Linked DNA regions of Zea mays: region 1 is linked to region 2. Evidence: chromatin contacts called from public Hi-C data. All regions are on one chromosome and are shown on one strand. Each heading gives the region's core, a stretch centred on a gene start, on an enhancer-like site or on the middle of the called end of the contact. The rest is flanking DNA. Distances are from core to core; before and after follow the strand shown. Region 1 holds the start of LOC100191630. Region 2 holds the start of LOC100382497.

Evidence for each region. A called contact is a pair of places that touch in the nucleus more often than the background predicts.
Region 1: a contact with region 2 is called in a Hi-C map of leaf, with 4 times the contacts expected there. The contact joins the promoter of LOC100191630 here to the promoter of LOC100382497 in region 2. A contact is called at or near these places in 9 of 25 Hi-C or Micro-C datasets (bundle sheath, ear, leaf and 2 more) and 1 of 3 datasets of contacts at active chromatin or transcription factors (leaf).

The regions. Positions count from the first base shown.
Region 1 is chr3:117,427,443-117,432,629 of Zm-B73-REFERENCE-NAM-5.0, forward strand. LOC100191630 reads right to left here and starts at 2,260. Exons shown (of 4, transcript NM_001137059.1): 1 at 2,067-2,260; 2 at 978-1,978; 3 at 754-879; 4 at 1-192. The coding sequence starts at 1,810. The coding sequence ends at 48.
Region 2 is chr3:117,212,414-117,217,864 of Zm-B73-REFERENCE-NAM-5.0, forward strand. It overlaps LOC100382497, which reads left to right and starts at 2,357. Exons shown (of 2, transcript NM_001175234.1): 1 at 2,357-2,773; 2 at 2,915-5,410. The coding sequence starts at 2,922. The coding sequence ends at 5,177.

The DNA.
Region 1 (5,187 bases), core at 1,010-3,509, 210 kb after region 2:
GGCATGCTCCCCGCGCTTCCAGAATGGAGCGACGATTTACTGATCTTCTAGGTCTGGGCAGGCTGTGCTGGCAGCTGGGTGTGGCTGTGCTCGCCTTCGTATGTCACGATTAGCATCGCCGGGTCGTCTACACATCGCTCGACGTGCTTCCTTGCTGGGCAGCCCCTGACGCTGCTGCATTTGTAGTAACCCCTGCATTTGATTAAAGCCAAAGAGAATATGTGAAACACAGGGGGGAACAATCAGCCCCATGTGCTTGCCTTCATGGTATAGCTACATTTTCCTATCATCCAGAGCAGACTTAAAGTTGGATATGGGGTAGGGGAATGAGCGCAATCAAGATTAGGATGTAGATAGCCTAACATGGCATTCAAACGCCTGTAGCAATAATAATTTACCTACTTTTGGTCCCCCCCCCCCCCCCAACACACCATGACAGATCATTGTTTTGTCAGTAAATGGGCACAAAAAGAGTTGAGCCCTGAGACTATCCACTAACCAAATATTCAATTGTGCTAGCTACTAAGTTATCGACAGGCCTTAGTTGCAGAACCACTTGGGAGGAAGGAAAAGATAAAGTGGGGAGGAGGATCAACAGACAATTATTCTACAGATAAAAGGGGCACCCTGAGAGCCTGATGCAGATATGCCACCTCCCATGGTGCAAGGGGAATAATGCATCAATCATTATGACTGCAAAGGATTTGATACACATTTTTCATATTAGTTGAATATTTCTTGTTCGGTTCATACCTCGGGTGTGGGGAACCCTTAATTGGCTTCTGCCCGTACTTGCGCCACGAGTACTCATCAGGAGGGATATCAGCGATTTTGTTGCTAATGGCTGGCACTCTAATCGACCTCTTAATCCGCAGTTTCCTGTCAAACAGAACAGCACCATTGCTCAAAGGGAGTCAATATTGCACCCAACGAGACATAACAAGCATAATATTTGGGGCTATGAGAAAGCAAGTTACCTTCTCTTTGAGCAATGGCATCTGCCAGTGGTGGCACACTTGCCTCTTCCATCCTCCCCTCTACCCGTGCATCGCCGTTTGGGCGCACGGTGCGCATCTGCTGGGTCGCTCGCCACCGGGGTGCCTACCAAATGGAACGGCCGCTTCCCATCCAAGCTCGCCATGCTCCTGTCTATACTCAACGACGACATGAATGATCTCGCAGACGACATGGTGCCAGCAGCACCACCGCTGGGGCTAGGGCTATCGAACTTGAGGCTGATCCCACTGTTGCTCCTCCTGAACATCTCGGCCTGCAGCTTCTGCCTCGACTGCTGCTGGTGGAACGGGTACCTATGCGCAACACTCCCAATCTGGAACTGCACAGACAGTGGCTGGACCAGCTTGGGGGCTCCAAATGGATGAGGGCTACACCTGCTGCTGGAGCAGGCCAAATCCAGCCCTCGTGAGGACTCTGGCGCACTGCTAAGCCGAGCGCGCATTTGCGCATAGCTAGTCGACTGAGGTGGAGATGGAGACCCAGCAGCAGCAGCTGTGCTGGGCATCATCTCCAGCGGGTTGCCGCTGCCGGTGGCGATCCCCAAGGGGCTCTTCTGGTTGACGAGCCCCAGAGGCCGGACTCGTCTGGAGAACCTGCCTCTAGCATGGCCACAGCCACCTCCGCCACTGGCACTGCCGAGGAGGGCCGCTACCTTCCTGAACTTGGCGCAGGCTTCAGCCGTCTCTGAAGCTACGCTCTTGAGCAGGGCTGGGTCCTGCTGCTGCGAGAGCAGAGCCAGCACCCGGTGGCAGCTCTCCACCGCGGCCATGTTGGCCACCTCCACCTCCTCCATGGCTGGAAAGCCTGGGACGGAGAAGCAGCCGCAGGAGTGGGCAAAGAAACGATTGTTCTTTCGTCGACCCACGAGCTCCTCCTCCACCTCGGAGGGGCCTCAGAACCAGAGAGAGGTACGAATTAAGCAGATCTCCGGCCGGGGAATCTCAAGACGCCTGGATGGGAACTGCACAGGAACGGCCCCATCAGGATCCAGGGTGGCGGACTACTCAAATCCTCAGCTCACGAACAGAGCACGGGACCGGATTGCGCACCTGGAAGCCAACACGGCGCAGCGCAACGGCGGCGGCCAAAGAACGGGCCGAACAAATCCGCCCGCTCAAGCGCCACAGGCGCGCGCGCGGCAGAACGGCCGGCGGAAGCGGAATCGGAAGCTGCGGCGGCGGCGCGGCCCGTCTGTGGCCGCGGCAGGCCTGGGGTTGGAGTGGACCGAGGAGGAGGGAGGAAGAGAGCAGCGGCCAGCGGGGGGAAGAGGGGAGCGCGCGGCGGAGGTATATGTGAGGGGCTGGCTAATTTGCCGGATTGGGAGGGGTGTTTTCGGGAAAGCGTCGCTTTCGGTTGGGACTCGGAGTCAACAATGTCAAAGACAGCGGTCAGTGGGGACATGTCATGGGGTACAATTTAAAAAGAATACTAAAGAAATGGTGAGTGTCAGCTAGGAACACCGGTGCGACCTTGAGAGGGGCACCCGCACCACCGAGGTTTACAAAACCGGTGCCGGCAGTAAACCGGTAGGTTTAGCAAAACCGCACCGGTTTCGGCTAACTACTGTTTTTTTCAAAATTCGTTTTAAATTTAAAAAATTAAAAATCATAAAAACCGAAAATCACTGGTAAACTGTTTTTAATCGGTAAACCGCTATTTTTTGCCGGGAAATCGGATTTAATGTCAAGATTGAGTTCCAGTTTAGACATTCAGTGGTCAATTTAGGTATATTAGTCTTGTTTACTTTTATATGCTATATGTGAAGATGTTATATGCTATATGTGAAGATGAAATATGTAGCTCAAGTCTAGTTTAGGCATTTAGTGGTCAATTTCGGTTCCATTTCCTGTCAAGATCGAATCCGTAGCTCAAGTAGCTTCAGTTCTTCTAGCTATCCGTCTGGACAAGACCCAATCTGGAATCCTTATGCATGGCAATGGAAACCGGGACAGGGACTACCAGGCGAAGTACCACCATCGATCATATATGTAGTCGTAGATGCGAGTTTTGCGCCATGCGTCTGTTTAGTTGTATATTTTATTGTGTGGTGTATTACTTCTTTCTATGTTAAGATTGTGGAATGTATGTTTAAAATCGTATAGATAACGGTCCGTTGGAGGAATTCGAAGGAGTTGCAGGCGAAGACCCTGAGCAGCAGCTGGTTGGTGAAGGCAAGTGTCCTCCGACCTATTTATGTCCTTCCTACTCATTTTATAATTTATCTCCTACATTTACACAATTTATACCTAAGGATTTACTATCATTCTATTTATCATGTCCTTGTTCGCCTATTTGGGTTGGATCATTTTTGGTTTAACTCTATGCTAGCGCTTTATTCTAATCAATGAACATGATGAGATTATTTATGATACGATGTTTACTTTTGATTATGATGATGTATTTGTGACATTTAAGGGGGCTCGAACAGTTTCTCGAGTGTCTCTCCGTAAGGACTGGTTCGTTGGATGACCACCCAGGAAAACAGTATATCCATGAGGGTGGTATGTGACGCACTTAGATAATTAATTAGAGGAACTGAGGTATAGTTTGCTTCACCATCGTGCCGTCAATGGGGCTCGGTGTATGCGGCTCGCTCTACCGAGGGTGGTTTGCCCCTTGGGGAGAAGTGTGGTACATTTAAGAAACCTAACGGGCAGCTACAGTCTCAGGGAATCTTTGTAAAGGCTACGTAGTTAAACCTTGCCTATTCACCTTGGTAGTATTTAAGGGTTTGATCGGACCAAGGCAAAAAGGAATCATAGCTCGTGGGTAAAGTGTGCAACCTCTATAGAGTGTTATGAAACTGATATATCAGCTGTGCTCACGGTTGTGAGCGACCTTGGGAGCTCTATTGATTAGAGATACTATGATCACAGATGATGATGAGGATAGTTATGGTTTTGATGATTATGATTATGGTTTCTGGTATTCTTTCTGTTTGGTCTCTACTAGTAATAATTACCTAACCAACTAAAAGCAACTGCTTGATCTTAACCACACATAAAGCTAGTCCACCACAACCAAACAGGACAATTGTTGAGTATGTTGATGTGTACTCACCCTTGCTTTACAACACAAACCCCCCAGGTTGTCCACATTGCAACCATTGCTCAGGAGAATATGAAGTCGTGGTGGAGGATTTCCAGGAGTTCCAAGACTATGATGAGTTCTAGGCATGGGTTAGCGGCAAACCCCCAGTCGGCTGCCTGTGAAGGCCGTGTTTAGCTACGTTTTGTTTTCACACTTTGATCTATATTAATGACTCTGTGGATTTCTCGGACATCATGATGTAATCAGATTAATACTATTTTATGTTATTATTTGAGCATTGTGTGATGATGTCCGGTTATGTCATTTGTTGTGTACGTGAATTGCTGATCCTGGCACGTACATGGTTCGCATTCGGTTTGCCTTCTAAATCCGGGTGTGACAAAATACCAGAAACCACAGTTATAATCATCACCAGTTACCATCATCATAAAAGTATCCAGAGTTATTCTAATCAAAGAGGATCCCAAGGCTACTCTTAACCGTGAGCGCGACTGATATACCAGTTTCTAACACTCTGCAGAGGTTGCACACTTTATCCACGAGTCGTGATCCCTTTTGCCTCAGGTCGATCAAACCCTCAAACACTACCAAGGTGAGTCGACAAGGTTTCACTATGTAGCCTTTACAAAGATTCCCCTGGTGTGCAGTTGCTCGTTATAAGACCCAAAAATCTGTATAAGAAAAAAACAATAAAATAAATATATGAAGAAATAAAATATAAAATTTGGATATCTCAAATTATACTTGAGTATTGAAAATTGAGGACTGGATTTGTGAAACCTGTTGGGACCATGCTTCGTCGCCGAAGGTCCTGCAGAAAGAAACAGCCTCGGCTGAAGCTGCTCGTACGTGATGCCGAAGGTGCCATTTCGTGAAGCTTCGGAATTACAAACCGACTTAAAGATAGAATGACCTTTTAGTCCATAAGAGTCTGAGTCATTGTTGTAAACTTTTATGAGGGGTACGATTGTAATTCCTCACGGGTTGTGTCCTGTGCCTATAAATAGTGAACAGTATTCCTTTACTGTACAGACATTCCGGAAATTGCAATTGCATCACTCGGAAATTATTCTTTGTCAAGGCAGAGGTATAAATGTGTCTAAATATTATATTTGAACA
Region 2 (5,451 bases), core at 1,107-3,606:
GCTAAGTGTGAACCTTTGGCACCTGTATAACTTATACACTAGAGCAAAACTAGTTAGTCCAATTATTTGTGTTGGGCAATTCAACCACCAAAATCAATTAGGAACTAGGTGTAAGCCTAATTCCCTTTCACCAAACTGGTTTCCTCCTGGTTGATCTTCCTGCACCATTGATACGATCTCCAAGCATGGATTTGACAATGAACTGATGTCGGCGTTGTGTACTCTTTGATCGGCTCTTTACCCTATGGCGCCGCCATCTTCCAGCTCCGGTTACTTCCTTCTGCCAGTCGCACCCTAACACACGATTCTTGCTGTCTAACTTTTCTGGAAACGTGGGATTCTTTCCTTTTCCCATGCACATATCCATCATCGTGGGCGCGATATTCACAGCGAGTTCGCGTGTGTATCTGCTACATTATAGGATCGTGGGCGTAACAACAATTTATGCAAGTTCGACGTAGGTCGTATGCTATCGTAAACACGGTTTCGATCCACTTCCATAATACGCGGGTGACACATCACCGGCCCACGTTCAGAATGATGGCCCACACTCTGTTACGCAATATTTATTCAAAATTTATACATGCATAAAAGCACCCCACTATTCAGGGCGTCCGGCTCGGTCCATTCCGATCCGGCTCGTTTACACAACCTGGATGGGGCTCCCCCGCACCTATCGAAAGACCAGAGCTCCCATTACTATCAATATATATATATATATATATATATATATATATATATATATATATATATATATATATATATATATATGACAAGGACACACGATGCCAATATATATATAATTAATATTTGACAAGGACGCACGGTGCCAAACATAATATATATGGTTGTATTTAATATAATTATATTTGATATATATATATATATATATAATGGCTGTATGAATATGCTAAACGTAGAATAGATTCGATTTGTTCTACTTCACTCTAGAACCAAATAGAGAAACAGAGTGGCTCTGTTCTGATTGCCAAACACAGAATAGAGCCATTCCATACTCAGAATATGGAATGGAACCATTCCGTCCAAATAGGCCCTGGAACCAAACACTATCTTAATCTTGAAGGAATTTACTTAATATAGTAAGTTAGTTGGCTTGGAATTTGACATTCCACCACTTGCTTTTTTATAGTAGAAATGTAGAACATAAATATCTTCCTCATATGACCAATAATAGTATACAAATATATTTTATGTAAAACTATATTTAGCTTAATTAATCTATATCTAAATTACGATTATTAGAATGAAATTCAATTACAAGGATCGAAACTGGGCCTAATTGAGGAAAACTCAAATCTTAGAGAGGTTATTGGTTAAGGCCAACCATTCTTTTTTTATAGAGCCTATTGCATATCTATAATTTGCCCTTAGATATTTAGATTAAACCACTTAACCCCAATGGAAAAATGGTCCAAACTAAGATAGTGCATCTAACGTCCATGGACTCTAGAGTCCATGACTTTGTTTCGTCTTAACGCAAGCTTCGTAATGACACCATATGCCGCCTATAGTTCTAGTCAAAATTCCACCTGGGCTTTGAAATTTAAATTTAGAAAATATCCATAAAGTCCAAACCACCAAACCACTCTAGAGTAGTGTATGATCTTCACACATGTCATAAAAATAATAGTTTTAGTCAATGTCATATATATATATTTTGGAATGGTTCATTTTTTAAAGAGCAAAATCAATCAAATATTAATTATGACTTTTGATCCGAGAAAGAGAATTTGATGATTCTGTTTTTTAAAGTAAAAACCAACCAAATATTTCTTTTGAGGCGATAACCAGAATTTGGTACCTGCACGGAGTTAGCGAGTTACCTAAGAGCAACTCCAATAGTTATGTAAATTTTAGCTCTCTAAATCATAGATTTAAGAAGTTGCTAAATGACTTTTGAAGTAAAAAAATTGTGAATTCTCTAATAGTTCTCTAAATATAGGTTGTAATTTTGTTTTGTATTTATCCACATAAAAAATAAGTCACAAAAACTATATAATGCAGTCAACATTTTTGTTTAGGGAGTTGTTAAATGTTTGCCAAATGTAGAGAGAAAATGAGGTTAGATGACAAGTTGTTAAATTTAGAAAGATTATTTAAAGAACTGTTGGAGAATAATTTTTATGTTAACTAGCTAAATTATTGATTTAGGAAGTATTTTAGAGAACTACTGGAGTTGCTCTAACAGGCTAACACTGGTTGGATACCCAAAAAGCCCAACTCCGTCGATGGCAAATCGGGAAATGACCCAGCGATCCGCTTTCCGGAGGCCCTGGCTTTGACCTAAATGCCCCTCCCCCGTTCCGTCCCATCTCTCTCCTCTCCTCCTTCCCCGCCGCCCCCGTCTTCCACCATTGCCCCTCGCCTCGACTTCCCCCAATTTCTTTCCACGCCTCTTCCTCTCTTTGCCCTCGAGCCCCCTGCCCCTGCGCGGCCTTCAAATCATCCCGCTGTTTCCCCGCCCTCTCCTTGGCGCGCAGCTCCGGAGCGCCGGGCGCCGGGTGGGTCCAGCTTCTTGGATCTCGTGCGGGACTGATTGGCCCGTCAGTCCCGGCAGGTGGTGCTCTCGTGCCGATTCCGAGTTTCCAATTGCTTGCTTGGTGATGGCTGTAGCTTGTCCCGGTGCGCCGGCTGCGTGAAGGTTGGATTGGGTCTGTCGGCGACAGAATTGGATCTGGCGAGCTTCCCGAAGCCCGGAGCGGCGTGTCTGTCGGGACTGATAGCCGCCGGCGCCGCGGCGATTTCCTATCCGGTGAGCTTTTGCGATGCTCCTGCCTTTGTTCCTTGGTCTTGTCCGTGTGATTGACTGCTTGCCCATGGGTTTCATCGCTGATTCCTTTCGATTTGATTCATTTGGTTGATCCTCTGTCAGGCACTCTGTTTCTTGTGATAGGGCGGCGATGGCGAACCACGAGCTAGTCCTTGGACACGGGCAGGATGCGGAGCTGGCGCTGGGGCCGAACCACCACGACTTCGGCCAAGACCACGGGCTGGGTCTCGGACACAGCCACGACCTCGGCCTCGGCGGCCACGCACACGACCACGAGCTCGTGCTGGGCCAGTCGCACGAGCACGACCACCAGCTCGTCCTCGGGCACCACCACGATGACGATCACCAGCTGGTTCTCGGGCACGACGACCACCACCACCACCATGTTCACCACGCCGGTGAGCTAGTTCTGAGGCAGGGCCACGATGGGGACTCTGAGACTCTGGAAGTGCAGGGCCACCACCATGACGAGCTTGACTTGTCGGAGAGCCACGAGCTGACGCTTGCCGAGACACACCACCTGGGCGTTGATCAGAATTTCGATCAGCTCTCGCTGGAGCAGGCTCATGAGCTCGCGCTGCAGCCGCATGATCTCTCCCAGGCTCCTCTTGCAGTCGCTCCTGTTGTCCAGTCACGGACCATGGTTGTGAGCCCTGAGTTTCAGCTCGCAGTGGGACAGCAGTTTCCCGATGTTGTCAGCTGCCGCAGGGCCATCCGCAACACTGCCATCGCCTGCCACTTTGAGATACAGACGGTGAAGTCTGACAAGTCCCGCTTCACCGCTAAGTGTGCTGCCGAGAGCTGCCCGTGGCGCATACATGCAGCAAAGCTCCCCGGTGTGCCCACCTTCTCCATTAGAACCATACATGACAACCACAGCTGTGTCGGGATCAACCATCTTGGCCATCAGCAGGCATCTGTTCAGTGGGTTGCGAACACTGTCGAAGAGAGGCTACGTGAGAACCCAGAATACAAGCCTAAGGAAATTTTGGAAGAAATCCACAAGGCCCATGGCATCACCCTATCCTACAAGCAAGCTTGGAGAGGTAAGGAGCGGATCATGGCTGCGGTTCGAGGGTCTTTTGAGGAAGGATACCGTCTCCTGCCTGAGTACTGTAGGCAGGTGGAAAGAACAAATCCAGGAAGTATAGCTCGAGTGTATGGAAACCCAGATGACAATTGCTTTCGGCGACTCTTCATATCATTCAGTGCATCAATATTTGGCTTTGTCAATGCATGCCGTCCACTTATTGGGCTTGATAGGACCCTTCTGAAAAACAAGTATCTTGGCACCTTGTTTCTTGCCACTGGTTTTGATGGGGATGGTGCTCTCTTTCCTCTGGCATTTGGCGTGGTTGATGAGGAAACTGACGAGAACTGGGTATGGTTCTTGTCTGAGCTGCATGAGTTGCTGGAGAAGAACACAGAGAACATGCCAAGGCTGACCATCTTGTCCGATAGACGGAAGGGCATTACTGATGGAGTTGAATTCAACTTCCCAACTGCATTCCACGGGTACTGCATGCGCCATGTTAGTGAAGCCTTCAAAAAGGAGTTCAACAATCCTGTGCTTGCCAACCTTCTCTGGGAAGCTGCTCATGCGCTGACTGTGATTGAGTTTGAAACTAAGCTGCTAGAGATAGAGGACGCTTCACCAGAAGCTGTTGTTTGGATAAGGCACCTACCTTCACGTCTTTGGGCCACGGCTTACTTTGAGGGGACAAGGTACGGTCATCTAACAGCAAACATCGCGGAGTCGCTGAATTCCTGGATACTGGATGCCTCTGGCCTTCCTATAGTTCAGATGATGGAATGCATCCGTCGCCAGCTGATGACTTGGTTCAACGAGCGACGCGAAGCAAGCATGCAGTGGAACACAATCCTCGTGCCTGCAGCCGAGCGTCGTGTTCAGGAGGCCATTGAGCGTGCACGGGGTTACCAGGTGGCCCGGGCCAACGAGGCGGAATTCGAGGTCATCTCAGCTCACGAGGGAACAAACGTTGTGGACATCCGCAACAGGTGCTGTCTGTGCCGGGGGTGGCAGCTCTATGGCGTGCCGTGTGCTCATGGTGTGGCAGCTCTCCTCTCCTGCAGGCAGAACGTCCACCGCTACACTGAGAGCTGCTTCACCGTGGCAACATACCGCAAGACTTATTCGCAGACCATACACCCAATCCCTGACAGGACCCTCTGGGATGAAACAGCAGATCAAGGCCAGGTCAAGGTGGAGATGATCATCAATCCACCGAAGTCACTGAGGCCCGCAGCACAGCCAAGGAAGAAGAGGGTTAGAGCGGAGGACCGTGGGCGAGTCAAGCGGGTTGTTCATTGCAGCCGCTGCAACCAGACTGGACACTTCAGAACCACATGTGCTGCTCCAATATGAACAACGGCCAACCGAACTGGGCACTTCAGTCCAGAACTTGTTGGTTATTAATTAGAGCTGCAGCATTCCTGTGACAAGTTAGCGTCTACTTGTGCAAGCTTCTTGCTTGCAGATGGGTCTTTTCCTTCCGTTTTCGGAAATTCAGTGTTAAATGGAAATGGTTACCGGAAATACGGAAACGAAATCAGTAAAAAAAAAATTCGGAAACGGAAACAGTTTGAGTCATTTCCTACAATTTTTGGAAATTACCGTATTTATTCGTTATTTTACCATC